Linked DNA regions of Mus musculus: regions 2, 3, 4, 5, 6 and 7 are each linked to region 1. Evidence: chromatin contacts called from public Hi-C, HiChIP or PLAC-seq and promoter capture Hi-C data. All regions are on one chromosome and are shown on one strand. The core of a region is the stretch at or near the end of the contact, and the rest is flanking DNA. Distances in the headings are between cores, read along the strand shown.

The links. Promoter capture Hi-C pulls out the DNA fragments that hold promoters and counts their contacts. Hi-C and Micro-C count contacts between places; a contact is called where the count stands out from the background. HiChIP or PLAC-seq counts read pairs in DNA pulled down with a chosen protein or histone mark. Capture Hi-C pulls out chosen DNA fragments and counts their contacts.
Region 2: a promoter capture Hi-C map of liver shows a contact between it and region 1, with 4 times the contacts expected there. The contact joins the promoter of E130304I02Rik here to the promoter of Lsm14a in region 1. A contact is called at or near these places in 4 of 39 promoter capture datasets (the HPC-7 cell line, hippocampal neurons, liver and 1 more), 2 of 484 Hi-C or Micro-C datasets (both in CD4 T cells), 2 of 115 datasets of contacts at active chromatin or transcription factors (large pre-B cells and regulatory T cell precursor) and 2 of 9 other capture datasets (adipose tissue and liver).
Region 3: a promoter capture Hi-C map of hippocampal neurons shows a contact between it and region 1, with 2.5 times the contacts expected there. The contact joins the enhancer-like site here to the promoter of Lsm14a in region 1. A contact is called at or near these places in 4 of 39 promoter capture datasets (hippocampal neurons, liver and pre-B cells), 1 of 484 Hi-C or Micro-C datasets (CD4 T cells) and 1 of 9 other capture datasets (adipose tissue).
Region 4: a contact with region 1 is called in a promoter capture Hi-C map of pre-B cells. The contact joins the promoter of Dpy19l3 here to the promoter of Lsm14a in region 1. A contact is called at or near these places in 6 of 39 promoter capture datasets (the 3T3-L1 cell line, the C10 cell line, cranial neural crest and 2 more), 3 of 484 Hi-C or Micro-C datasets (CD4 T cells, CD8 T cells and Th1 cells), 1 of 115 datasets of contacts at active chromatin or transcription factors (double positive thymocytes) and 2 of 9 other capture datasets (adipose tissue and liver).
Region 5: a promoter capture Hi-C map of pre-B cells shows a contact between it and region 1, with 5 times the contacts expected there. The contact joins the promoter of Rgs9bp here to the promoter of Lsm14a in region 1. A contact is called at or near these places in 4 of 39 promoter capture datasets (the 3T3-L1 cell line, liver and pre-B cells), 4 of 484 Hi-C or Micro-C datasets (B cells, CD4 T cells, regulatory T cells and 1 more), 3 of 115 datasets of contacts at active chromatin or transcription factors (the SCID.adh cell line, regulatory T cell precursor and thymic regulatory T cells) and 2 of 9 other capture datasets (adipose tissue and liver).
Region 6: a contact with region 1 is called in a Hi-C map of CD8 T cells, with 8 times the contacts expected there. The contact joins the promoter of Nudt19 here to the promoter of Lsm14a in region 1. A contact is called at or near these places in 9 of 39 promoter capture datasets (the 3T3-L1 cell line, 3T3-L1-derived adipocytes, the HPC-7 cell line and 5 more), 3 of 484 Hi-C or Micro-C datasets (CD4 T cells, CD8 T cells and the G1E-ER4 cell line), 7 of 115 datasets of contacts at active chromatin or transcription factors (the SCID.adh cell line, acute myeloid leukemia, astrocytes and 4 more) and 1 of 9 other capture datasets (liver).
Region 7: an RNA polymerase II HiChIP or PLAC-seq map of embryonic stem cells shows a contact between it and region 1, with 5 read pairs. The contact joins the enhancer-like site here to the promoter of Lsm14a in region 1. A contact is called at or near these places in 3 of 39 promoter capture datasets (the C10 cell line, hippocampal neurons and liver), 5 of 115 datasets of contacts at active chromatin or transcription factors (the SCID.adh cell line, embryonic stem cells, large pre-B cells and 1 more) and 1 of 9 other capture datasets (liver).

The regions. Positions count from the first base shown.
Region 1 is chr7:34,388,084-34,391,156 of GRCm38.p6, forward strand. It overlaps Lsm14a (LSM14A mRNA processing body assembly factor), which reads right to left and starts at 1,622. Exons shown (of 11, transcript NM_025948.3): 1 at 1,275-1,622. The coding sequence starts at 1,395. Gm12764 (predicted gene 12764) reads left to right here and starts at 530. Exons shown (of 2, transcript NR_169160.1): 1 at 530-925.
Region 2 is chr7:35,801,040-35,804,112 of GRCm38.p6, forward strand. It overlaps E130304I02Rik (RIKEN cDNA E130304I02 gene), which reads left to right and starts at 1,553. Exons shown (of 3, transcript NR_033567.1): 1 at 1,553-1,982. Zfp507 (zinc finger protein 507) reads right to left here and starts at 1,950. Exons shown (of 7, transcript NM_177739.3): 1 at 1,795-1,950; 2 at 399-489.
Region 3 is chr7:35,770,876-35,773,948 of GRCm38.p6, forward strand. It overlaps Zfp507 (zinc finger protein 507), which reads right to left. Exons shown (of 7, transcript NM_177739.3): 7 at 1,471-3,073. Among named protein-coding and RNA genes, the nearest start is that of Dpy19l3, 18 kb to the left of the region's middle. Within about 2 kb of position 1,661, at least 3 of the 459 cell types and tissues checked have an H3K27ac peak or open chromatin away from gene starts, as enhancers often do. A contact at or near this core is called in hippocampal neurons, where this site is marked.
Region 4 is chr7:35,752,926-35,755,998 of GRCm38.p6, forward strand. Dpy19l3 (dpy-19-like 3 (C. elegans)) reads right to left here and starts at 1,529. Exons shown (of 19, transcript NM_178704.3): 1 at 1,330-1,529.
Region 5 is chr7:35,584,123-35,587,195 of GRCm38.p6, forward strand. Rgs9bp (regulator of G-protein signalling 9 binding protein) reads right to left here and starts at 1,460. Exons shown (of 1, transcript NM_145840.3): 1 at 1-1,460. The coding sequence starts at 1,098. The coding sequence ends at 385. It overlaps Ankrd27 (ankyrin repeat domain 27 (VPS9 domain)), which reads left to right and starts at 2,125. Exons shown (of 29, transcript NM_145633.3): 1 at 2,125-2,247.
Region 6 is chr7:35,554,458-35,557,530 of GRCm38.p6, forward strand. It overlaps Nudt19 (nudix (nucleoside diphosphate linked moiety X)-type motif 19), which reads right to left and starts at 1,471. Exons shown (of 3, transcript NM_033080.2): 1 at 697-1,471. The coding sequence starts at 1,347.
Region 7 is chr7:35,529,088-35,532,160 of GRCm38.p6, forward strand. It overlaps Tdrd12 (tudor domain containing 12), which reads right to left. Exons shown (of 31, transcript NM_001368387.1): 2 at 26-184. Among named protein-coding and RNA genes, the nearest start is that of Tdrd12, 7.1 kb to the right of the region's middle. Within about 2 kb of position 1,669, at least 15 of the 459 cell types and tissues checked have an H3K27ac peak or open chromatin away from gene starts, as enhancers often do. A contact at or near this core is called in embryonic stem cells, where this site is marked.

The DNA.
Region 1 (3,073 bases), core at 372-2,871:
TGACTTTTCAGTGTTTGATTCAAGGATTTTTTTTTTTAAGTAAATTGCCAAAAGTTATGTAAGTATCACAATGCAACTGTGGAAAACATCACCCTACTCTTTTATAGTGTCCCTTTTTTAAGCTTTGTTTTTGTGGTTCTGGGGAGGGAACCCAGATCTCCCACTTGCTAGAGAAGAGCTGTCAATCAAGCCACACCCCTACCCCCTATTAGGTATAATTCAAGAAACTGAAACTGTTAAAAGAAGCATCTATAAAAAATGCTTTTAGATTTAGAATCTTGCTATCCCTAGGACCTTTTTTCCTAGCATACTTAGTTCTTAACAATTCTACTAGGTGTGGTAGGAAAATAGACCTCCCTGGTATCAGAAACTGTTATAAGACTTCCCCTAGGATCAGAAACTCAAGTTTATTTTCTTTGTGCCTTCCTGTCACTAGCACGCGTGAACGGAAACAAAACCCACAAATTGACTGTATCGACTGTACAGACTATGGGGTTGGGGTAAGTAGGGGGGGATCCCCTTCCACACAACTTCCTCTCCCCAAGTACAGCGGAGTCGGTCAGCGCCCCGATAGTACTCGCTCTGAAGTGTGTACAAGAGTCCCGGATCATCAAAACTTAAACTTTCCTTTCTACCAGGGTTCCAGAAAATTGGCCCATGGGGACAGCAAGCAAGCATTTTAACGCGCACCCTTCGGTTGCATAAGAATTCCGGCATAACAGGTAACAATCACAGAGGAGACAAACGGGATGCGATCGACTGGACGGTACGAAACGGCCTTTCGAGATCACAAGTCTGCGGCGCAAACCCAAAGTTTGGAGCACACTCCTTAGGAGTTCACTCGACAACCGTCGCCACCGACCCAGACGAAGAACGCTGAGAAAATGGGTGCCCGAGGAATCAACACATCCGCATTCATCTCGAGGTAGGCGTCAAGATTCTTCGACTCCTCCGGCTTTGTTCGGCGCTTCCGAAGAAGGAACGACCGAATTTCGGTCTTGGAAGCCGCGAACCTGGGTGTGTTCTCCGGCTGGTTCCCGGGACTTTAGCATCGCCCCGCCCCGGGCGCCGCGCACTCGTTCCCCGGATGGAAGGCGCGGAGCTTCGGGGGAAAGGAAGCAGCCCGGGGAGCCCGGGGAGGCCGCAGCCCGGCCCTTGTCGCTTGGGGGCCGGGAGGGAGCGAGGCCCGTGAGGACCGCAGAGGGAGAAGAGCGCGAGGGCGGCGGGGCGCTCTACCCGCGCCCCCCAAAACCCCGAGGCCCGCCCCGCCGTACCTTTGGCGAGGGCTACCGTGGAGTTCTCGGTGTCGATGGTGTAGAGGATGCCCTCGTAGCGGATCTCCGCCTTGGAGATGAGGCTGATCTTGCTGCCGATGTAAGGGGTGCCCCCGCTCATGGCGCCGCCGCCGTCGCCCGCCGCTCGCACTCAGTCAGATCCCGCGCTGCGCCCGCCGCTCCGCCCGCCCGCCCGCTCGCTCGCTCCCTCCGTCGGCGCCTCACAGCAGCCGCCTCAGAACCAACATGGCGGCCGCGCCGGCTCCGCTTACCCTCCCCCAGCCTCCCGCCCTCAAACCGCGGCGCGGCGGCGGCGGCGGCGGCAGCAGCGGCGGCGGCGCAGGGCATGCCGGGAGGGCGAGGCGGCGTGCTTTCTCGCGAGACTCGCCGAGCTCACGGACGGTCCCGGGCTCTTTCCGCGGCGGCCCAGAGCGCTTGGCTTGCGCTCCCGACGTGGAAGGTTTTCACGGCACCTAGATGTCGCGGGAAGACTAGACGAGGGCCCATCCCGCCTGGTGATGCTGACTGCGGCCTCTGCCATTTCTAGGCGGGCTGCACTTTGGTACGAGCCCAGAGTCTTTGTAAGCGGTCGCCTCCCAGCTCCGGAGCCGCTCTCCGCGGGCCACGGAACTCTCACTGTAAACGCCAGAGCAGCCATCTTCGCCTGAGGAGTCTCACACTCCAAGGGCTGCCGCTCCGGGAGGCTCTGGGACTCTGTCCCCCAAACTGAGTCCAACCCTTTTTATGCGGCTTGATCCGTGTCCTAGCTTTCAAGATGTTCCCGGTCACTAACTATGCAAGAAACACCAGTCCAAGTGTTTCTCTGCCGCTTTGATCACTTAATGTCAGCTCCACTTTCTTAATAACGATCATCTCTCCGATCGGATACCAAATTGGCATCTTAAAACTTTGCATCCAGAGATGTAACTCTTCGGTTTTACTCCAAACTCGTCCCTCTAGCTTGTTCTCGGAGGTAACTATGAACCGGGAACGTTTGCTTAGTAGCTAAGACCCCAGTCCTGGATTGTCTTACACCTCCACACCTGTCCTAACTATAAATCTTGTCTGTTCAGGCTGGACCGTCTCCATCCGTACAGCTCTATATAACGCCTCAGTTACCCTGGCCAGAGTTGTTGGCAGTAGCTCCCGAAGAATTCTATTTCTCTTACCCCTACTAGGTTTTTCTTAACACAGCAGTCAGGGGGAATCATGTTCAAGTAGCAAGAGATTTTGGACTTTTGTTCAACTCAAGATAACATCCGTCTACTCAGTGCGCTCCACAGGTTACATTTTACACAAGGTGAAAACCAGACTTCCTAGTTTGGCTTATGAGGGCATGGATGATTTAATTTGTTGTTACACAGCTCCATACTGTTCCAAGCATCCCTTCTTCTCACAGCTTCCACAGTTCATTATACTCTGCTCAAAGCTGCCCTAAGAGGTGATGTATTTACAAAACTACAGTAGATCTCGCTTTACACCCCTCTTCTTGCCTTGCTCCCTCCCTACCCCCCATCGCATTTGTCTATTTAGTCATAAGTGTTTGTCTCCCTTCTTGGCTAGAATGCAAATATTTTGAGGAAGGGTTTCTGGTTTTAGACACTGTTTGCATCATCCTTGGGGCCAAGTGTAGCAACCGGCCCAGGACAGCTGCTCGGTAGACATTTGCTGCAAGAGTGAACAACTGGGATAAGAGCCGAACACAGGCAGCAAGTAGGATGTCTGGTGCGCTGAGCCAATGCATGGTGATTATCTGCGTGTTCCGGGAAAGCAGGAGAGAAGATTGATGAGCTGAGCTG
Region 2 (3,073 bases), core at 303-2,802, 1.4 Mb after region 1:
AGTAGTGTTCAGCTTCATTGTAATTTATGAAACACACATGCCAAACATAGCGCTGAAGACCACCTGTCCTGGAGCTGCAAACCCAGAATTAGGCCTGCGTCCATTTCCTGTAATATTCCTGTAATTCCTGGTGGCCAAGCCCTTCTTTGGACACAAAGTGTCAAGGAACACCTCTGAGGCTCACAGACGTGAAACAGTGCCTGGCTTCAGAACTCAAACCACGCTTTCCCTAGTATACCGATTTCCCTTTCCATGCTCAAGGTGAGCATGATCAAGTAACAGCACCGGATGGATGCTAGGCAGCAGCAAACAGCTTCGTTTGCTCAGAGTTCTGTGGGTCCAGTCACAGTGGTGGCGGTTTATAAATAAGGCATCTCAGTGAGATGTAAGTGACTTACCCAAGGTTACATGGCTGTTAGTGGCAGAGCCAGTGTCTTTCCAATCAATTTCTGAAACAGATAGTCTCCTGGATCGATATTCACAATCCAGCTGTGGCCAAGAAGGAAATAAACACCATCAAACACGTCTCTCCATTGGCGGGCGAAACACAGTAACTTATTTCGGCAGTGAAGAAACTTCCAATACTTAACATTGAAAAGAAATTTCGGAAAGCTGTTCATGCAATGTAATTGTGTGAGGCAAATTTACATAATTTACTTAACAAGTAGAGGATTTTGCAGAAGCTAAAACAAATCAGCCTGGAAAACTTCTAACAATTGTATATTTTAAACCTCCCCCTCCATGTAAGTAATTCACTCAGCAAACTACTGCTTTTACTGACATAATTTTCTAACCAATATGGAATAATAAATGACATATTGCTATTCTAACTTTAACCGAAATTACAGCCTAAGGGGTGATTATGTAAATTAGTCAAACACAGTGGGCAGAAGAGTACCATGAAAAGATGCGACAACGTGGCTTGACCTATATATTCTCCAAAGCAGTTTCCTGCCCTGGTCCTCCTTTTTTTTTTTGGCTACTGTTTTCCTATTGTTGCTTTAAAGTAGGCTTATTCGGTTCCCTTAGAAAGTAACTTAGCGATTACAGTTAAGTAAAATTAGTACACCGCTAGGGCATCCTCCGAGTTTCCAGAGTTACCATGGTAAAGGAATGAAGGGTCAAACTTTCTCTTTTTAATCAATATAGCAATCCATACACAGAATCAGACCAGTAGAGTAGAAAGTACAAACTCAGACAGAAAAGGGGGTAAATCCAGTAATTGCCTTGGGCCATGTAGACTGAAAGCAAATTCCTGTCCACTGTCAGCAACCTTTGGTGGGGGTGGCTGCCTGGACCTAATTAATCACCCAGGCCTCGGACTCCAAACAACGATCGGGATGCCCCAGGTCTGGAAAGGTGGGCACTTTCACCAATGGTCTCAGCGATCTCTGGAAAGATCAGTCAATCCCAGAGGATGTGTACGTGTGGGAGGCCACGATTGCTATTTTTCGTTTGCGCTGGCATTTCCTACACCACGCAGTGCTTAAAGGACGGGGGATTAAAGAAACTTAAGCTCCATCCTGGCTGGCCTAAGCGCTTTCACGTCTCCAGAAGGCAAAGGCGCTTCAGCGGGACCTGGGGAGCAACGGGACCCCCACCCCCAGCGGCACGGCGGGCCCGGGGTCTCCACAGGCCCGACAGAGGGACGACAGTACACACAGGGCCCTGGAGCTCAGGCTCGGGTGCGTGGCAGTGCCGCGGGCGTCACCGGCGAGGAGGAAGCGGGCGTCACCAGCGAGGCCGCACATGGCCGGCGGCGCTCAAGCGGAGGGGCGGCCCGGGGCGCGGTACCTGCGGTCGGGCGGCGGGCTGCTGCTCCTGCGAGCCTCCTTTGGCCGGCCGGGACCCCACCGTACCCTCGCCCTCGTCCGCCTCGCTCCCGACTCCTTTCCCTCTCTTTCCCCCTTTTTGCCCCTTCCTCGGCCGTGGCTCCAAGATGGCGGCGCCGAGACAGATCACGTGAGCGGCGAGCCGGTCAGGTGAGCCTGGAGGCGCGCGGCGTGGGCGGGGCTGTGGTGGGGTGGAGCCACCACAGACCACGCCCTCTGGCAGAAAGGGCCTTAAGGCTCTGGGCAGATGCTGTGGCCATCCAGGTCCTGTCAGAGCTGGTGTTGGTCTAGAACTCAGTTGATATCCACTGTGGCCTCAACCTGCTGGGGCATTCTTCATCCCCTCATTTACCCCATCGTTCTTTACATCCTTGTGCTTGTGAATCTGGCTGGACTTTTTTTTTTTTTTTTTTTTTTAAAGTTTATCGAGGGCTGGAGCGATGGCTGGAGTGATGGCTGGAGCGAGGGTTGGAGCGATGGCTCCGTGGTTGCTCTTATAGAGGACACAGGTTTGGTTTCCAGCACTCATACAGTGGCTCACAACCATGTGTAACTCCACTTCCAGGGACTCAGAAGCTCTGGCCTTCTTCTGACCTCCACAGACTCCAGACACACACATGGTGCTCAGGTATACAGATAAGTAAGCCATTCACACACACAAAATATTATCTACGTATTTATTTATTGTTATTTGTGGAGACTTGTGGTCAGAGGAGAATTTTCAGGAGTCTGTTCTTTCCTTCCATGGTATGGGTTCTGATATTGAACTCAAACCTTCAGACTTGGCAGCGAGTACCTTTACCCATTGAACCACATACCTCCTAGATAAATGCTCTTCCACTGAGCTATTGAGTTTCCTGAAACAACTCATCCTGGCTTCTAATTCCTTATGTAGTTAGCCCAGGCAGACATTTGAAGTTGTGAACCTCCTGCCTCAGCCCTCCAGGGTAGCTTGGGAGAGTAGATGTGTCTCCACCATACCAGGCTCTAATTGGAGCTATTATTTTTTTCAGGCATCGTATGCTGAAAAATGTAGAGGTCCTAACCGTATGTCTGATGAGAGGCAGTGCTGGCTCTGGGTCAAAAATACTTTCTTTTTTTTTTTTATGTTTAAAATTTAAAAAAGCATTTATTGATTCGTGTGTGGAAGACAGAGGACAATTTTCTGGAGTTGGTTCACTTTTTCTCCCGTGTAGGTCCCAAGGGTTGAACTCGGGTTGCAGCTTTGATAGAAAGTTCTT
Region 3 (3,073 bases), core at 411-2,910, 1.4 Mb after region 1:
GTCATACAATGTGTCACTCAAACACAGAGACTTTTAGATAACAGCTAATAAAAAAGTTCAGGGAAGAGAAATGATGTGGCTGAGATCCCATGGGACAATTAATGAAAATAAGCAGCAAGCTAGGTTTGAAATGGAGGCCACAGTCTGCCAGTCTCTATACCAGTACTACATAAGGGAAACATAATATAAGCCATGTATGCACTTTCAAAGTTTCTAATAACCACAATAATGTGTGTTATGGTATGGATATAAAGTGGCCACAAAGGTGCCTGTGTTAGGTTTGGCTGTGAACTTTTGGGGACTGAGTTTAGCATCAGCCAGCAAGCTAGGCATGGATTCATCATTTGATGCCACTATCAGAGGTGGGGCCTGGCAGGAGATAACAGTTCCTGGCTCTGCCCTGGGTAAGTCTTATGTTTTTATCTTGTCACCTGTCTGCCTGCCCCTCCTCACTGAGCTATCCACCATGATATCCTAGCCACTATGAGCTCTCTATCTGCTTTGCATGTTCCCACCATAAGATCCTGCCTCACTGCAGATGATCTTGGCTAGAAGCTTCTGAAACCATGAGCCAAGTCAACCTAAGAGGGTTTTATTTTGGTTTGGTTTTGTTAAAGGTATTTTGCTATAGAAACGAAAAGCTAACACAAAGTGAAATGACTTTAACATGTTTTATTTAACTCAATATAGCCAAGCTATTTTAACACGTTGCCAACATATAAAGCTATTGGGATGCTTTACGTTCCTTTTTGTACTCAATTTTTGCAACTGTTCTGTTTTACCCTCAGAACACAAGTCCCATCTCCAGTGCTCAGTAGTCATGTGGCTATGGCTGTCATATGGGACCCCATGATCTGGATCTAGGTCCCCCCCTGCTCTGACTTATACTCCTAGCTTGTCATGGCACAGTGTTGAGATCTGGTCCTTGAGAGAAGAGATAGGACCACATCACCCTACAGAGAACAGTCCAAGAGGCTGTAGCTATCAAGGAGAATTCTTTGTTTTGAGTCACTTCCAGCTGGGAGGGCCTGGGATCCTAGGGCACGAACTGGGGGAAGCAAACCCAGTGCTGTAGTCATTAGAGCACCTGTGGCCTCTGCAAGGAATCGACTGTAAGAGATTGTTTGGTGATAGGCTACGAGAGGATCGAAGTATGAGGAGCGTTGTAGTCGGTGGCCTTCAGCAGTTCTAATTACAGGAAGGGAGCCGGCACCCCCAGCTCAGCACTGGAAGCATCGCCATGTCTGCTGTGGAAGCTAAAGGGCTGTTGAACAGGGGAGAAGGCCCAGAGCCCATGCTTGTGAAACGCAGCCCTGGTGCGCCAGGGCTACCTCAGCAACTTAACAGAGCCTAACAGTAAACCCCAACCAGCTCCCGGGAAGCTTTCAGTGGCTTAAATGCAAGTTTCTAACTCAACAAACCCAAGACAGGAATACACGCAGACAGCTAAGGAAACTTAGAAACAAGTGGTTTTTTAACAAAAAAAATTTATTACCAAAATACAATATTTAAGTCAATACATGGCAAACTCCTGTAAAGCAAAATAAATTACTCTAATTTTGGACAGTTCTTCTGAAAATTAAGAGGTGCCAGCCAGAGAGCTTGCTGCACTCACTCTTCTAACCAGGCGGCCTGTGCTGCCACAAACACGGTTTGCAGCGTGATGGGTGGGCGGGCAACAGAATGTCACCAAACGCCAATCATCCAGTTTTAATGAATCAGCGTCAGAATCAATCATTGCTTTTTTACATGGCGTTCCAGAAGTTTCTCTACTTGGGCTACAGAAGCAAAGCCATAGTGTTACACAATACTTATTTCTTTAAAAAAAAAATACATGTCTTTACGCCCATGAATGTCAAACTCAAGTTTCTATTAAATATATTTATAGACTATTACTTTGAGCACCTTGCTGCACAATTGAAAACCTGATTAAATAAGTGCTTATGAAACTGAGACCAGAGACACCTGCTCATCTTTGTCAAGCCAACTACGCTGCAGAGATGCGATGTAAACATGATGCTCACATTTGTTTTGTGAGGAAAAGAACAGTAATTACAAAGCCACCGATGGTAACCTCGAACAGGGGACTGAGCGGTCCAGGGCAGAAGCTTCAGCCGGTATCGATCGCTGCGTGTGGTCAAGCCACAGATAAAGTGAACAGGCACATGGCTGACAGGCCAGTGAGGGCATCTGCCAGAGTCCTGTGATCACAGCAAGGGACAAAATGATATTTATAAAGGTCACAACTGGCACCTCTCTCTCCATCTAATGTTTACTGAACACAGTAATTTTAAAGCAGTATTCCCCATTTGCTCTTAGAAGCGCAGGTGGTCAGAGCAAGAGACAAAAATCAGGGTTTCCCATGCCAAAGCTTAGAGCAGTGGTCAGGATACTCCTCTGAGCAGTGACCCTGACCGGGTAAGAGTCTCCCCAGCAATGACAACCATACATACATGCTTGTGTTACTCAGAATCTTGCTTCGTGGTAGAGCCTTGCTGTAAATGCTATCAGGACATGCAGGGCCCAGGCCCAAGGGCTCATATGAACGCACGACAGAGCGGAGGCTCTGAACCTTTGGGTTATTACATTTCCCCGTGGGTGGGGGAAGGCTTGCACTCATGCTTGCTATCATGTGGTCTGAAGGGACGTGGAAGCATCTTCTGAAGAGCCAGCCGCCCTGCTGAAATGGTAGGGGGTTTGGGTGATTACTATTTTTTAACCAATTGTGGAAAATTAAAGCCACAGAAAATTCACTGAAGGCTATTATTGGTTAGACTAACAGCAAAATGAAAACCAGACCCAGTAGGCACAATAGCAATGGGTGATAAAAATGGAAACATGAATTTTTTTTGCATTTGGCATTAAATATAAATATTTGAATTGTGAAAATATGAGAAAATTCATCTAAGTCCATATAGAATAAATTTAGGGAAATTGAATTAGTATCTATAAATCCATTTTCTTATTAAAATCCATATAACAGAAATGAATTAACCTTCACAGATAAATTAAGCCTATCTTGGCAGGTGTGATGGCTACTGCCGTTAATCCCAGCACTTGGGAGGCTGAGGCC
Region 4 (3,073 bases), core at 279-2,778, 1.4 Mb after region 1:
ACCACATTGACGAAGCACCTTTCCTCCAGCAGGCACTGCCAAGAGGGAGTGATACAGGTAGGGATACAGGTGAGCCACGTGAAGATGCCCAGGACTTCTTCCAGGAAGCCATCTTGGATGCTGCACCCTTGTGATGTTTTCCCTCCCTGATTCCGTAACACTAACTGTGGGATTTGTTGCGTGACACAGTTTTACATTATTTTCTACAGTTCCTACAGAAAGTAGTGGGTCTGATTTATTCCCACAGAACTGACCACGTGGGAGGGATTCCTAGTAAACTTGTGACAGCCAGATTTTGAAGAACTGAAACACTGTTTCTGATACCTGAATTTTAGCACCTGTGTTCTTTGAAAAAAAAAAAAAATCCCTGCTAAGCTTTATGCCTGGATGTCAAAGACAGTAAGACAGTGCGGGGCTGTGCCAGTCAGGGTGGCTGCTCTCTCTGGGGAGCAACTGTGGGTGTAGCTGCGGGAGCAGTTACCTAGTTTGGAAGCTATGAGGGGGAGGCGGGGGTGTGGTGGTGGTGAGTAAGCTGGCTTCAGTCCCCCGGGAACATCTTGCCTGGTTCCTCTGACTAATGAATAGCGTTTTACTAATTATCTATTAAAGATGAGGAGTAGCCAGACGCGATTGTTTCGGCAGCTAATCCAACCTGCACTCTAGTTACCAAAGTCTATGTTTATCTAACGGAAAGGCTCTTGCTAAATACAACAGAGGAAGCCAACACCACACAATGCTTTTGTTAAGATTCATTCATTCAAAAATGCTCAGACTGAACACAGACTCAAATGCAGTGTGCTCAAAAAGCACAAGAAACGGGGGGGGGGGGGGGAGAGAAGAAATCTTTTCAAAGTCTTGCAGCCACAGCTGGAATCCTGTCCCCTCTTGAGGAGTTATACCCTCCCTGCTAGCCCTCGGCGGGTTAGGGCTATACAGGGGGCCCACCTTACATCTACCCTGAGCCTGGTAAAGCAGAAAGTTAACAAACATGCCAGGTGCTAATTACATTTCCCGTCTGCATGGCAACAGCCTCCCCAACTAGGAAACAAAAAGTTGCTCCGGCCAGCCGGACTCAAAGCCCTGCCAGACATTAGCAAAGAGACCCTAAGGCAATTCCTGGACTACTGACCAGGACGCGCGCCACTCCCCCGCACCTGGAGCCACTCCCCTGCGCACCTGGCGAGCCCACGCGAGGACCAGGTGCTAGCCGGCCCGGGGAACCTCGCGACACTCGCTCCCGCTCTGAGACGCTCCCTCCCACGCCCCGCCCACGTGTCCCGTAGACACTGCGCGTCCAGTCCCCTCGCGGCCCGACCCCCAGCCACAGACCTGCGGCCTCAGCAGTCCTCAGGGGCGGCTCGGGTTGGCAAAGAAGCACCCCGAGCACCCAGGCCTTAGGGACGCGCCCACTTCACGGGCTACAGCGAGGTGAAGACTAGGAGGACCCAGCTGTTCCCGGCTCTGTGCGGCGCGCTGCAAGGATGGGCCTGGGGGGCGTCTACAGCCCGGGGAAGGGGCGCGCCGGGGAGGCCGGGCCGCTACCGCTGCATTCATTGGTCCCGGCAGCTGTTCGTCAACGCAAGGCCCCGCCCCCGCCTCCCGCGCTGCCCCGCCCCGTCTCGTGCGGCGCACACCGGAAGGAAGAGGTACACTTCCGCTCAGAGGGCTGTTTTGGGGGTGTTAGGCTCCGAGGCAGGTCTTAAGCTTGGCTTGTTCCTGTGTTCGGAGTCCCTGGTGCCCCGAAGAAAGGTTACCCAGTCTCGGGGGACCTTCCCAGCTCTACCTCCTGCCTCCAATGTCCGGCTATATGCACTTTCGACGTTGTTTAGTGATAAAATCCGCAGACACTTTTGGGTCTCCAAAGACATGCCTCTCAGTCCCCACACCCCCAACCCATCCACACCCATCCTCCCGCCGCCGCCGTAGTACTGCTCTGGCCTTTGTTGTTAATTCTCCTCCTTAACATGCACCTTCAGTATTGAGTCCTAGATGTTCCTCTTATCTTTAAACTGCTTGTCAGCATCTTTTCCCTCTCTTTGAGACAGGGTCTCACTTTCTAGCTCTGGCTGGCCTGAAATTGCGTGTGGACCAATTTGGCCTCACGTCTGCCTCTGCCTCCTGAGTGCTGTGACTAAAGGAAGGTGTGCGCCAGACTGAGTTTTGGTAGTGGATGGCCCACTGAGATCAGTACCTACGAAAAGGCAGCCTGTCATCTAATTCCAACAAAAATTGTTCCATACACCCTGCCTTTCTTAGCTACCTGTCCCTGATAGATCTTTTTCTCTTTTGGTTGTCGACTGTTAATACCAAGAACACACTGCTCAGAATGCTTTATTAGATAGCCCCTCACCCCACACCTACTTAAAGTGATTTGTGGAACATGTAACTGGTGTGAGGCGCATGTCCCTGAGGGGAACAGTATTCAGCTGCTGCTTCATGTCTGTAACACGAGGCAAGAACTGTCATAAGAACGTCGGGTCGTAGTGCTTCTCATAGAAAGTGGGTGCGCACTAAGAGTAAAGTCTGAGATTTAAGGTCTTAGATGGCGCTCCTGTAGTCCTGCTGAGGAAGGAGGCTGCCGCAGGAGGATGACAAGTCCAACTCTTGCCTGGGCCATATGCAGAGACATAGAGTACTGGCTTGTCACAAGCATGCAGCAAGACGATGAGTTGTAGTGAAGCACGATAGAAAGGCAAGGGAAATTATGGAGGAAGGAGAAGGAATTTCCCCCATTCCACTGCAGATCTAGATGAACCCTCGCCAGCTGCAGGCAAGGATCCCAGCACAGAATACTTGCTGTAAAGTTTGCTAACAGAAATGATGAGTTCCTCTCATGGATCTTATGTTAAACAGGGTCTGCTTTAAGGCCCGAGTGTACTTGACCTTTGGGCCTCATTCCTTTCCCCCCCAGATTGGAGTTTCAAGGGCGATGCTTACTAACCTTTATTTACACTAAAAATATCCTACCTTAGGGCTGCAGAGATGGCTCAACAGCTAAGGGCTGCTCCTCCAAAAGACCCAGGTTTGGTTCCAGAATCCATGTGGCAGCTCACAACCATCTGTAACTCCAGTT
Region 5 (3,073 bases), core at 210-2,709, 1.2 Mb after region 1:
TTGATACAACCCCACACCTTAACAAAATTGTCTCGTCTAAAACAGAATGAGTGCTACCAACCAGCGTGAGGGCACCAAACTTGGGACATACGTCTTAACCCATCAAACTCAGAGGGACCTGGGGTCACTGTGGACCGATTTCTATTAATAGGAGGTAAAGCTCCTACAGACATTAGAGGTAATGGCCTGGCCGCCCTGTGCTGTTAACTCCTCTTGGGCCAGCATGTTAAAAAACAAAACACGTTTTGCCCAGGCAGAGGTGGGCTTTGAAAGGATCATGTTCATATGCACACATTCAGGCTCACTACCTCTCTCCTTAACGGTTCAAACCCGAAGCCCATGCCCTGGAAAGAAAAGGGGCAGCGGACGACCGTTGGATATCAGTCAGCTCAGCTTTGCCACACATAAGGCGAGGGCCACAGCCACCAACAGCACGGCGCTGAAAACGGTGGCAGCCAGGGCCTTGCTGGGGTCGCAGGGGCCCGCGCGCTCCTCTACCGAAATGCCACCGGCTGAGGACGCGCCGGCACTGGCACCGGACAGGAGTTCGGCGCCTGCCGCTTGTCGCGCCTGTACAGTCCAGCGGGGCACGTTGACTTTCATTTCCATGTCGTCAATCATCTCGCCCACCTGGAGGACTTCGCGCTCCAACTGGGGCAGATCGGCGACATCGAAGTCGCTCTCCGCTTCGTGCCGCAGGCTGCGGGCGCTCAGGGCGCGCGCAGCTACAGCAGAGGAGCCGCCCGTCACCCCAGTGCGAACAAGTGGCCGGCGCGGCGCGTGCAGCGGGAAGGTGGCTCCCAGCGCTAGTGCGCGCTGCATGTCGGCTTCGAGCAGGTCCAGGCAGCCTGAAAAGGCCACCCAGAGCCGCTCAAACTCCGCGCGCTCCTCGGTAGCTAAGCTCCGGTCCCGGAGCGCGACGGTCAACCGGGCGCCGGTGGCCACGGCCAGCTCCCGCGCCTTCTGGCGGGTCTTCTGCAGCTCTTCGCGTAGGTCCTGAGTGTCCGCGGAGCCGCCCACAGTAAGCACTAAGTGATGGTAGCACGCTGTGGTCTTGTTGAGCGCGTCCAGCAGCGCCTTGCACTCCTCTCTGGCCATGGCGCTGCCCTCCGGCGGTACCCTACTTGCAACCTTCAACGTCGTAGGTCGCCTCCAGCCCTGATGCCAGCCTTGAGCAGGGCGGACTGAAAGCTCCTCATGTCCTCGCCGCTGTTCTCAACAGAGCTCTCCAGGGACCCTTGAGGTGCGCCTCCGGCGTCCCCACGGCTGGGGTAGTCTGGTTAGCTTCTCCCCATCCGCTCCTCCATTTCCCCCAGACGCGCTCCGGGTCACGCGTAGTGTCTTTGCACCACTTTCTTTTTCACGGCGGCTCCCTGAGAAGCCCAGAGTGAAGACCCCATCCTTGATCGACCCCAAGTCTCCAAGACGAGCCGCGCGCCTTAGCCCCGGCCAAGGGCAGCAGGATCCAGTTTCCTAGGACACGCCTCCAGCCACCAGTCCAGGCCCGGGGCTTCCTCCGCCCGCCCCCCCCGCCCCCTCCCCGCCCCCGGGCCAGGGGTAGGCGGGGCCCAGCCCAGGTAGATCAAGTGTGGCTTTCCCTCTTCTCCCTACCATGATAATTCTGGAACCTTAGCGCCCTACAAATTCAAGGTTTTTTTTTTTCCTACTTTGCAGACGAGGAAAAGTGAGACTCGGTAGAAAGAATGCTTAGCTTATCGCAGCCCATGCTAGTGAAGGGAAAGGACCAAGGGACTAGACCCTGTAGGCAACAGAGTAGGGTGGCTCGGAAGTCTGGGCACCTCCAGTTTGCATCACCAGTAGCACGGGCGATCGACCGGGTAGGATTGTTACTTAGTTGGAGCTCTCTTCTTCATCACAGTCTAACCCCATTTCAGGGGCCCAGCTTGGACCCCACCCCTAATATCAGATCTTCCTTAGGTCCCGCCTCTCGAATTCTGGGCACGCGCACTCCCTGGTTCTGGGCGGGGCTAGCTTGAGTAGGAAGCGCGGAGTCGCCTGGGCCCCACCTCCGACTGAACTAGACTTAATGATTGCTCTGTTTACGTGTCAGTCTCGACTAAAACGACCTCTTATTGGACAGACTGGAGCAGGGTTCCGCCCAACGGCGGAGTAAAGAGGTAGGCTGAAGAGTGGAGCCACCGCACCCGGGTGGTGGGCACTCAGGTCCCAGCCCAGGGTCCGGGAGGTGCTGTCGTAGCACAGAGGTGAAACTATGTAGCCTCTTAAGTAAGTGTCTTCTGCGGGTATCCTCCAGCGCCTCCCTACTCTGGGGAACGCCGAGGTCGGGCGGGGCCTGGGAGAGGAAGGGGGAGGGGTTCCCTGCACTGAAGGGGAGCCCCAGGCTGGGCTGATGGGCCCCAGGGGCCCGGACCCGTGGCGGGCTGAGCCTCCCAGCTCTCCCGTTCCTCTGCGGTCCGCATCGCGGCGCGCACGTTGTCCACTAGGTCCAGAGGGATGCCTAGGCGGCGCGGAGAATGCATCTGTTCCTGTGGCACCACGGCAGGCCTGGGTCCCCCGGAGCTGGGACTTGGGGCAGTGGGCAGAGCTGTCGCTCCCAGGCCATGTGGCCTGGGAGGTTTTCCGGTGACCAAACTGAGGGAGGAGGCTGTGTGTTCAGATCCTGGTCTAGGCCAGCTGATTGAGTTTCCGCCGGGGCTGAAAGTGGAAAGGGTATCCCTGCCTGCTTTACACGTGGCGAGGTCCTCTCGTCCTGTATGTAGAGAAGACTTATGGAAAACTCAGGTACCCAGAGACGTACAACCACACAGAGTGTGTTCGGTTTCTTGGTTGAAAACGGACTGCCCAGATGCGCGCGCGCCAGGCGGTGCCCCTCCAGCCTCTCCTCCAGCTCCAGGGGACCTGGACACTCAAGGCGGGGTGGGTGGCAGGGGAAGCAAGTGACACATCACCATCTAGGAGTGAGAGGCTTGGGATAAGAGGGCTAGTGAGACTGGACAGACAGAGTTCTCAGTGGCTGGGATTTCTGTTTCATTCTGTGGAGAGATGCTCCTGTTTACATCAAACACTGTAAACTTCCCATTGATCCGGAGCG
Region 6 (3,073 bases), core at 221-2,720, 1.2 Mb after region 1:
TCAACTCCTGCTCCAGGTGATTAGACACTTCTGGCATCAATGGGCACCTGCACTCACGTGCATATACTCTCACACCAGAACACAACTTAAAATAAGTCATTTTGTTTATTTTACAAAAAGGAAAATAACGGGCAGTTGAAAACATTTTTTTGCATAAATAAAAGATGAACTTGAAGCGGTGGCACACTCAAGACCTCGGGTCCTAGGCCTGAAGCCTAACTAACTGTGCCTGGTGCATTGCAAGTGACACGAAAAAGAAAGGGAGGGAGGGATGGAGGGAGACAGACAGACCAACTCGCGCGCGCGCACACACACACACACACACACACACACACACCTACCACGCGTGCGCATGCAGAGAGAGAAAGGGGTTAGAAAAAGGAGAAAGATGGAAAGGGAAAGGAGAGAGAAAGCGAAAGACGAAGGAAACGGGAACAGAGAAACAGGAAGAGATGAAGAAGGAAGAAGAAAGTTAATGACTGAAATCCTATAATGTGTTCTAGAAACCCGAATGAAAACGATTTAGGGCATGAAGTGAATTGGGAAGTGTCCAGAACAGGCAGTTGGGAGCATTGCCGCGCCCCCGCTTAGGGTGAGAGTTGAGTCCTTGAGAGCCTAAAGCAAGGTCACGCACGTGCGCCTTTGGTCTGGGGTAAGGCTCAGCGCATCCCGGGGGGCGGGTCCCGCGACCCCTACCTGGTAGCCCACCACCTCGGCCACGTCGGGCTCCACGCGCGGAATGTCGCGCAGGCAGCACAGGAAGAAGGTGGTGTCGAAACGGCGGATGGTTCGCCCATACGGGGTGAGCCATCCGCCCCAGTCGTGCAGCGCCCAGATGTCAGGCGTGCAGTCTAGGTGCGCACACAGCTGGAGGAAGCAGCGCGGGTCACTGCGCACGCGCGAGCGCCATTCGGCCAGGCCGGCCGGAGGCGACAGCGCCTGACTGGGCTCCTGAGAAGCTGGAGCCGCGTCCCGCGGCCGCAGGAGCAGCACCCCCGCCTCCTCGAAGGCTTCGCGGATGGCACAGATGCGCAGCGCTACGTCATCGGGCAGCGCCGCGGGGTCCGCGTCGCCGTGGGACAGCCCGGGGAAGGGGGGTTGCCGAGGGGGCTCCGGGCCTAGGCCGAAGCGCGGCGGCGTGTGCCGAGGCGCGAACAGACGCACCCAGTCGGGTGAGCTGTCGGCCGCGTCCAGCACGCCGCCCGGGAAGACGTGCGCGCCGGGCAAGAAGCGCTGGTTTTGTGCTCGCTGGAGAAGCAGCAGCCGGAAGCCGGCCGGGCTCGAGTGGGTCCAGCCTGCTGCCAACATCACGGTGGCTGCCCGCCGCCAGCTGCTCGAGCTGCTCATGGCCGGCGTCCTTCAGATCCCCCTTAGGAAGTGGCCGGGTCGTAGAGTGGTGTCCAGAAGCCCTATAAATGTTGAGGGCCTGAAAAATCCGGCCTGGCGGCTTCCGGAGGTTTACTTGTGGGAGGAGCGTGATTCCCGCGCCAGAGCACCTCCTCGAATGCCCTGCGCTTCAGTCAGGGTCATTCTCGCCCTGTCACAGCCCTGTCACAGCTGCTGCAGTCACCAGCCAGCCTCTGGGAGCACGGGTGCCAGTGTGGAGTGGAAAATAATTTCTAGTTGTGAACCTTTCCCACTAAACGCAAACGACTAGGACTTTGTCCCCTACGCTGGCCTGTTGCCTGTATAGGAGGTTCCAAGGTGTCTGGAGCTCTCTTGAACCATGCTAATAAACGAATGGGTGGATCAGATGCCAAGTTAGACTAACTACTCTGTAGTTTGAATGTCTTTGGCTAGTCCCTGTCCCTTGGGGTAGTCTGTCTTAAGTTGTAGATGTTGTTATTGCCTGAGCACCTGAGGATCAGGGAAAATTATCTTAGTGTGATTAGTTCTCTTTCTACGTGGGAGATGTTTAATCCTAGACTAGCAATGCTTCCCCCTCCTCTCCAACCTTTTTTCCTTTTTTCTTTTTCTTTTTGTTTTTGTTTCTTGTTTTGTTTTGTTTTGTTTTTAGACAGGGTTTCTCTGTGTAGCCCTGGCCGCCCTGGAACTCACTCTGTAGACCAGGCTGGCCTCGAATTCAGAAATCTGCCTCCCAAGTGCAGGGATCAAAGACATGCGCCACCACTGCCTGGCTTCCTCTCCAACTTTTAAGTGGCTGGAGGACTTGCACTTCTATTTTGTTTTTTGGAAACAGCTTGTTTCTGTCTCCCTTTTTGCAGCTCTCTCTCAGTCACCAACTCTTGTAAATCCCATCCTAACTGATCACATATTTTTAGGGTTTCGGATGAGTTAGGCTGTATTCTTGGGGCTATAGAGATGTTTTTTGTTAGTTTTGAGAAAGTATTATTATGTAGTCTTGCTTTTTTGGGAACTTGCTATGTAGACGACCAGGCTAGCCTTGAACTCACAGAGATCTATCTGCTTGTCTCTGCCTCCCCAAGTCTAGGACTAATAAAGGTGTGTGCCAGCCTCATCATTTTGCAGTTGACTTTGGTTATTTTTAATGTTAACCTGTCTAAAGATGGAGCTGTCTGTGTACTTACTGCATCTCCAGAAACAGAAAATGGGGCCACAGGTTGAGAAGTATCTGCCCTTAGTAAGATAACCTGCCGCCGCCGTCTATCTGTGAGCCAACAGACTACCCTTGTCTAAACTGATGCTCTTGGCACTGACACGGGAAATTTGAGCTGAAATTTATTCTAAATCTATTATAGAGCCCAGGTGTCATTATGGGAACTTTTTTTTTTACACTTATTACTTACTTATGCAAGTGCCATTGAATGCATGTGGCGCCCAGAAGACAATGTATGTCCTGGGTCATCAGGTTTAGCTGCAAGTGCCATTACCTGCCTCCTGCCCCTTCCCCCAGCCATCTCACCAGCCCCCTACATTAAAAAAAAAAAATCCTCTTTCCTCCAAGTGGTAACAGGATGATTCCCGTGTCTTTAAAGGACATACTGACAACTGTACAGTGACTCAGATGTGTGGGCCTGGCCTGGAGGCTATAGAATGTACTAGGCAAGAAACAAAAGCTTCAATGAAAAGAATGGTAATAGAATAGGAAAAG
Region 7 (3,073 bases), core at 419-2,918, 1.1 Mb after region 1:
GATCAAAGCATATTTAGGTACATACCTGCCCTTCTTCCAGCATTAATGGTTTCATTTCTACGTCCTGACACATGCTGTTATAGAAGTCATTCATGGCAGTGTTTAGTTTTTGGTAGTCAACTTCTTGTTCTAAAAAATGACTACATCCTTTTATAATTACCCAGAAGCAACCTGGATCTTCAATCTGTAATAAGAAGACAAAACAATGCATGCCTTAAAAATAGAGTCCTACGACGTTAAGCCTATTTGTAATGTCTGTGATCTAACACATCCTTGATAAGCACCTTTGTCTTAAATGGTCAGACTGAAGCAGTGGGATTGCACATTGATGTGAGTTTGATGCCAGCCTGGTCTACATAGTGAGTTCCAGAATAGCCAGAGCAACAGAAGGAAGACCCTGACTCAAAAACAAAACAAAACAAAACAAACAAAAGAGATCTGATAGAAGATAAAAATCCCAAAACACATTTAAAAAAATAGGCAAACAATTCTCAATTATGCGTGCAAATCCAAAAGCAAACAGGATAGTGAGCATGGTGGCACACATGTATAATGGAAGTACTTAGGAGGTTGAGGCAAGGTGATCACAAGTTCAAAACCAGTCTAGACTATGAATCTAAAACCTATTTCAAACTCTGCCCCCACAAAGGCAAAAAGATGCCCTTGATCTCCAATATTTAAAAAGTATACACAATATAAATAAGCAAATTATAAACAGTATTTATAACCTGTGAAGAAAGAAACAACAACAACAAAAAACAAACAAGAACATTAAGTGTAGGGAGCCAAGGAAGGCCTGAGTGAGTCTGAAAGGAATAGATAAACTCCTATGTGAATGTCTTGACATGGACACAAGCATTTCAAGGACACCAATGCCTCAGACTCATGGGATTTAGTAAAGCCTTCCCTCTGGTCTGTGGATATGGACAGTGTGTAAAGAACTAGCAACTGGGACTGGAGAGATGGCTCAGTGGTTACGAGAACTAACTGCTCTTCCAGAGGTCTCAAATTCAATTCCCAGCAACCACATTGTGGCTCACAACCATCAGCAACAAGATCTGACGTCGTCTTCTGGTGTGTCTGAAGACAGATATAATTGTACTCAAATACATAAAATAAATAAATTAATCTTAAAAAAAGAAAGAGAACTAGCAACTACAGCTTCCTCCTCCTGGGTGATTGCAACCCTTGATGGTTCCTCTGCTGCTATGCACACTTCAGTGAAAAAGTCTGCTTGGCAGGCCAAGAGGCCTGGAAGCACTCAGGAGGCAAAGAGTTTCAAGGAAACTCAACCTCCTGGAACCTTGGCATTCTCATAACCTCTATACTCACACCCTATTCCTGAGTTAGTCTGGTGTATGGATCCACGTGCTCTCTTTTAGTATTATTTTATTATAAGTGCCTTTAAAGATTGAATTCTGACATAGCTAAGCCTTCGCCAGTGTTCCAACATCCCAGAAGCTGACAAAATTGGAATTCAGTAAGAATGTTACCTATTCAGTAACATTCAAATTTACTTCTAGTAGAGACAGTGAAACTAATTAGGCATTACAAAGAACAGAGCCAGAATAGCTCAGGGCTGGTCTGCAGAATGTTTACTTGGGACAATAGCCAGTCTTACCCAGACCAGGGAATTCACAGTGGCCTAAAGAATAGGTGAGTTTACCATGAAAGAGTTAGGGAATCCCCCTGAGACAGGTTTCTTCACTAGCCCAAAGAAACAGCATAATCAGGCATTTACTAAGAACCCCTGGTGGCGGGCTTAACAATAGACTAGCATTACACCTGGCTCCCTTCTTAGTGGCAGTGGCCAGGTCCCTGCCTTCTTTTGATGTATACATTCCTTTTGTTTTGTGTCACTGTAACTCGGTGGATGTATCTTGCCTGGTTTCTGGTTGCTCTTCATAAAAAAGTATGATCTCAACTTGAAAAATTACATTCATATTCTACACAACCTCTTGTGTTGATTTTGTCTGTCATTCGCCAACTCCTTGTCCACCTGCAACTAGAGACCCATTCTATGCAGACAGGGTCCAAAAGGGTCTGCAGCACTCTGCAAAGTCTCCTATTGAGACTAGCTAACCCCTCATTCTCCTGCTGTACATAATGAACTTACTGAGGTTCTGGCTGCTGCATAGTTGGTGCCATTCCATCAGAGTGCACACAACCCACCATATCCCAGCCTTTCAGTTCCTGTGTCTTGTGTATCTATCTATCCTTTCTTCATTCCCTTGTCACCCTGTCAGGTTAGGTCCAAAGTCACACAGGATATAATGCATGTGAAAATTCTATCATTTAATCAAAGAGGATATGGGGGCAGCAGATGTAGCTCAGCTGGTAGCACACTTGCCTGGCATGTATGACACTTTAGTTTAACCTGCAGTATGTCATGAAATGGAACATTTTGACACACATCTGTAATCCTAGCACTTGGAGGTACAGGGAGGAGAATCAGGGGTTCAACACCATCCACAGCTACACATACACAGTGAGTTAAAGGGCCAGTGTGAGCTACAATTCCACATCTCAAAAGTGGGCAGGAGGGAGAAGAAAAAAGGAATGAAAAACAGCCATGAGGGGCTGGGGTGCAGTTCAATGGTAGAGCACTTAACTAGCATGTGCAAGGCCCTGGATTCCACTCTCAGCACAATCCACCCCCCAAAGTAGCTGGGGCAGGATAACAGATAAATCAAGCAAACATAAATCATTACCTAGGGAAAGGGAGGCATGGAATAGAAGATCAAAGTTGGAGCTATCTGAATTTACCTTGGAATATGTTATTTTTAAAATTATAAAAAAACTACAGCTCAGCTCTTAGGTGCTGAGGCTATAGCTGACCACCTGAGCTGTTGCCCTGGAACCCATGAAGTAGGAGAAAAGTTCCACAAGTTAAGTTGTCCTCTGACCTTCTCATGCCCATTGCCACAAACACATGCACAAAACAAATACAACGGGATGAAAAGACCCACAAAGGGCTGGAGAGAGATCAGAAGCTAAGACCACTTGCTCCTCCTCCAGAAGACCTGAGTTCATTCTCAGAAATCAAGCCAGGTAGCTCCAAATGCCCTTGAAG